Regions from separate parts of the Mus musculus genome. Here region 1 is linked to region 2. The links are chromatin contacts, called in public HiChIP or PLAC-seq maps. All regions are on one chromosome and are shown on one strand. The core of a region is the stretch at or near the end of the contact, and the rest is flanking DNA. Distances in the headings are between cores, read along the strand shown.

Region 1 (2,700 bases), core at 67-2,566, 2.2 Mb after region 2:
CAGTGATGGAAAGGCCAGCCTAGAATACAACATGATACATAAATAAACGACATTCATTCAAGCAGCTCAGTTTCCCTCAAAAGTCAATCAAAAGCCAAGATGCAGCGAGTGTCAGCCAGCCTCCAAGAGGGAACCAGGATCAAACTTGCAAGCCCTTTTACCCACACACATTTTTTTTTTAACATCTCACCTGCTCAGCTGAGAAAGTGTTTATTGCCCCTCATCCTGGTCCTGAACCCTGACTTGACTTCCACACCAGGGTGAACACAGAAGCCTCTAGAATCTCTGCTCACAGCTGATCGGAGGACGCCAATCCCTCCCTCTGTCCTTCCTCCATCCTCCCGGAACACTTTCCTAATCATCAACACACCAGGCACAACTGTCCTAGTGACCAAGTTTGCTGAGAAGCCCGGGACTCCTGGGCTTCAGACTTGAGAAGCTGGCGCCCATGATTCGCAAGATCCTAGCCTCCCTCCCCAGTACTCCGGCACGTTTGGGGATCTACCGGCTTCCCTAGCAACTTTCGGGGTCACGAGGGTACCAAGTTTGAGCCACTAAAGAAAAAACGAGACCCAGGCACACAATAGATGCTGGGAAAACGTCCCCGAAGGGTCCCTTGGGGGTCACGCGTCCCTTCGAGTCCCGCCAGGGGTCTACAGTGCGGAGGCTGGATGCGATCCCGAGAAATCCTGGGCATGAGCGGGTGCGCAAGCGCCAGGGAGGCCGGGCGTGGTGTCCCAAGGGTGGCTAGCACCCCAGTAGGGAGCCTCCGAGTCCCTAAGGTGAAGTCACCCTCCTGAAAGCTCTGTGACGTGGGGCTGCCCCGTTTCCGGAGGCCCAGTAATGAGAGTGTGGGAGACAGAAATCTGAGGGTCGCTCCCAAGCCGCGTCCCCACACATAAGTTCTTACTCAGTTCTCACTCACCCACGGTGGCTATGGTGTCCCAATCTTGTAACGAGTGCCCCGCCTTCTGTGACGATGTCCTGGGTTTGGGGTCCGCGGCGGGCGCCGAGACCTTGGTCTTCACGGGGTCATGGTCTGGATCTTTTACGGTCGCCGCGGCACCAGCGGGCGGCTCCATGGGGCGGGGGACGCACGGTGTGACAGCGGCGCAATGGCAGTCTGTGCATCAGCAGTGGGCTCGCACGGGTGTTCCGGAGCCCGCGGCCGAGAGGACAATGGAAGCAAACTCAGCGGGTCTCAGAGCGATGGGAGGGGCTCATGGAAGTCGCCCGAGGGCTCCACGGACGCGCGTGGGGTCCGCGGGACCGGAGCCAACCGCAACCCTCTTCATTCCCGGCGGAAGCCGGCTGGGCGGCGACCGGCTTGTGACGGCGGGGGAGTGGGGTGTCTGGATGACGCGAGGGGGAAGAGCCTTCATCTCGCTCCGCCTTGTTGCGTAACCGACGGGGAGGAGCCCGGCGTTGGCCCAACCCTGCCTATTGTTACTCACCCGCGGGGCCCACGCCCATGGGATGTACCTGCACCAAAGTAAAAGTAATGGAGGGGGCTGCACTGGGGCCACGGGGTCCAGCTTGACACACACACACGCACGCACACCATGGGTCTCTCTCTCTCTCTCTCTCTCTCTCTCTCACACACACACACACACACACACACACACACACACACACACACACACACACCGCATGCCTGGTTCCTCCCCCTTGGCAGGAAGCGGGAAGGAAGAGGTGCAGGAACTTCCGGCTGCTGCTTGGATATTTACCAGCAGAGCCTTAGCAGTGGGTAAAGGCACCAGAAGGAGTCCGGGTTGGGCAGGGTTTCTCGGTTTCTCCTTAATCTCAGGGGATTGAACTCCTGGTGTTCTGTAGTCCCCGAGTGCCGCCCTCCCGAAAGCCCGGGCTCTCAGTGGCCCTGCAGCACCTGCTGATCCTGAGCCCTGGGGCTCCTGAGTAGACCGGGTTTCCAGGGACTTGTTATGCGGCTTCAAACAGGCCTGGGCTCGTAGGCAGTGCTGAGAACTGGGTGCTTCACAGACCGCAGCCACCACCTGCAAGGTGAGGGCGGTGTTTCCCTGAGCCTGGAATGCAAAGAATGTGGTCTCCCGGCTGCTCAGTGCATGCTCACTGCACTGCACCGCTCCTAGCTTTGAGGCACTGGGTCCTAGAAGACACAGGGCCAATAGGGCCCCAAGTCAGGAATGAAGTGGGGACCATCCATTCGGAACCAGTTGCCCCGATGATGCCCGTAGGTGGCAAGTACACTGACCTTGGCAACAAGAAAGTCTGCTGGCTGCTTTATTTATTATTATTTTTTTTTATTGTTTCACATTGAGAACATTTTCTCATTCAATAAACACATGCTAGGACCTGATACTCCACTAGTCAGAATGCACAGAGCCTGCTATTATTTTGAGTTTGGTTACACTATGACAAAACTGTAGCCTGATCCCAGACCTTAGTAGACCCCCAGACTTTATACAGCTGACTCCATGATGGAAGTATCATTCAGGTTATAACACTCAAAATGAAGACAGCGCCACCTACCAAAACTAAAAGACTAGTCCATCAAAGCCCTTAGTTCTGGGAAAGTTTCTAAATCTACTAAGCTTGCATTTTGGTTTCTGTAGTTCCACTTCTGGCTAATTGTTCTTGTTAAAACATGTCAACCTAGAACATAGTTTCTGTTTTAAAAGCTCACCCTGAGAAAGGCTTAGGGTACACTTGGAACCCAAGTAC
Region 2 (2,700 bases), core at 71-2,570:
CTTATGTTTTATTTATGCTTTTCCCTATTCTGGGCATTTCCTATCTTTACTTGGGCTTCATCTTCTCCGGTCTCTCCTCTGTATTCATACATGAAATTACAAATAAATACTACAAAGGAAGAGCAAAGGATTGTGAAAGAAAAATAAACATGCTGAATGATTATGTGCCCAGTGGTACAGTAGGGAGTGGCATATAAATACAAACAACAAAACACTCTTTTGTGTGTTGCCTCTGTTTCTGTTTCTTCTGACCATGCTAGTACTGAAGTTCCAAGAAGTCAGGGGCTCTGACTATTTACTTTATATGGAATTCTCTTATGTGAGTAACCTCATACTATTTCTTCAGAAATGATTCCACCCTCTGGCAACTGACTGTATGATGGTTACAAGACAGTCAATTAATCAGTCTCCATTTCCTTTATATTAGGGCATATTCATTCTCTCTGTGTCTCTGTCTCTCCCTCTGTCTTTTCTTCCCCACAAATATAAACGGATATATAGAAAGAAGTCAATATACATCTACCTACCTATAGCTTTCAGTTATGTTAAAATGACTTGGATTTTTTTAAACTATGAATCATAGGGTCTGATTTTGATGAATTATACAGTGATCAATTTCAAGTTATTTATTAGCTACCAAAAGCAGATTGATGGAGTTGTGGTTCAAATAATGTGATAATGAATGGCCTTCTCCTGCCTGGGCGGTTCTTTCCTGCATCGAACTCAAAGGTAGCTCAAAGTGGGCTTGAAAAGCCCCAGACAGACCCTTGTTTGTCACCCTGGCAGCATCGCGAAAAGAACCGGGAAGTCCTCTTTCCCCAGGGACTGAATAAGCCCCAAAGACCCTCCCACTGCTCGCGCGGGCCCGTGGTGCACTCCCACCTGAACCTCTCTTGACCCGCTGTATCCCAGATCTGGAGCTTGATGCGTTTTCCTGGCTCGATCTCCACCAAACGGGAGAAAAAATCTACCCCCACGGTGGGATCTGAAACCTGAGCAAAGCGGCCCTCGGTGAAGCGGCGGATCAGGCAGGACTTGCCCACCGTGGAATCGCCGATGACAATGAGCCGGAACTGGTACAGCCAGATGGCCTCCATGGCAGTGGCCTGGCAGGACTCTTCGGCCCGGGCCTGGGGAGGCGGGAGGGGGCGCCCCACCAAGGCCTTAGCACAGATCAACCCGTTTCTAGATCGGCCGCGAGAACATCACTGGCCTGGTAGCCTGAAGCAAGGTAGGCCCAGGCGCTGGGGGAACGAAGGGATGGATGCTGCGCTCGCAAAGGTGATGAAATGGCAGCAGCATCAGCACCACGCACTCTGACTCATCACTGAAAACCGAGTTACTGTAATTCTCTGCGTAGACGCGGCAGTAGTTTCACCACACTGTCTGTTAGAGGAGCGCACACAAAAACGGACAGGAGAGTAATGTGTTCTGTTTTTAATTATACCGACCACTCTCCTATTAATATAAAAATTATTATAAAAATTAATATAAAAATCTCTCTGCCGTTACAATTGCAAATCTAATTAATTTTTATTAAATCTAGAAAAATACATAAAAGTAAACAAAAGTCGAATAATTGTCTTCTCCGGGTTTCCATGCTCAAACATGCAAATATTATTATTCAGGCATATGCATGTGCATTTATTGCTATTTATTTTTTAAAAGACACAAAATTTAATCCTATACTTTTTGTGCAAATAACAAAGTGTCATATACGTCTCTCCATTTCCAACACATTTTTAAAAGAACATTCACACTGTTTTCCCTAATAGCTGTCCTAATTTATTTATAACCAGTGGTGTGCAAGGGTTCCCTTTGCTCTACACACACACACACACACACACACACACACACACACACTTGTTATCTTTAATCTTGTTCCCCTCTGCTGATTAGAAGAGCACAAAATCAGTCTCCTCATTACCATAAAATATGCAATAAAGTTTCCCAGCAGTAGGAGAAATCCCAGGGAGTCAGCACATTTTGAGTGCAATGTATAAACCTTGCTATGGGTAATCCGCTTTCATGATCATGGCATATCTTGTGCTAGGTAAGTATCTCTTTTGTCTTTTTGATAATTGTCCTTCATATCTTGGTGAGATGATATTCTACTGTGATTTGCACTTTCTTTATGATTAGTGATATTGAATATTTTTAAGATTTCTTTTCATGATTATTTGCATATATTCTGAGAAATATGTTTAGATTTAATGCTTATTTTTATTGGATATGTTCTTTATTTACATTTAAAATGTTTTACCCTTTCTCGGTTTCCCCTCCAGAACCCCCCATCCCATTCTCCCTCCCACTGTTCTATGAGGGTGCTCCCACACCCAACCACCCACTCCCACTTCCTGGTCCTGGCATTCCCCTACACTGGGGCATCAAGCCTTCACAAGACCAAAGGCCTCTCCTCCCATTGATGTCCCACAAGGCCATCCTCTGCTACATATGCAGCTGGAGCCATGAGTCGCTCCATGTGTACTCTTTGGTTGGTGGTTTAGTCTCTGGGAGCTCTGGGGGTTCTGGTTGGTTGATATTGTTGTTTTTCCTATGGGGTTGCTAACCCCTTCAACCCCTTCAGTCCTTTCTCTAACTCCTCCATTTGGGACCCTGTGCTCAGTTCAATGGTTGGCTGTGAGCATAGATCTCTGTATTTGTCAGGCTCTGTATCAGACTCCTGTCAGCAAGTACTTC

Evidence for each region. HiChIP or PLAC-seq counts read pairs in DNA pulled down with a chosen protein or histone mark.
Region 1: an H3K27ac HiChIP or PLAC-seq map of embryonic stem cells shows a contact between it and region 2, with 9 times the contacts expected there. The contact joins the promoter of Prkx here to the promoter of Rab39b in region 2. A contact is called at or near these places in 1 of 39 promoter capture datasets (hippocampal neurons) and 1 of 115 datasets of contacts at active chromatin or transcription factors (embryonic stem cells).

What each region holds. Positions count from the first base shown.
Region 1 is chrX:77,794,623-77,797,322 of GRCm38.p6, forward strand. Prkx (protein kinase, X-linked) reads right to left here and starts at 1,317. Exons shown (of 9, transcript NM_016979.2): 1 at 926-1,317. The coding sequence starts at 1,082.
Region 2 is chrX:75,576,911-75,579,610 of GRCm38.p6, forward strand. Rab39b (RAB39B, member RAS oncogene family) reads right to left here and starts at 1,321. Exons shown (of 2, transcript NM_175122.6): 1 at 883-1,321. The coding sequence starts at 1,097. It overlaps Gm25421 (a small nuclear RNA gene), which reads right to left and starts at 2,061; the gene lies at 1,898-2,061.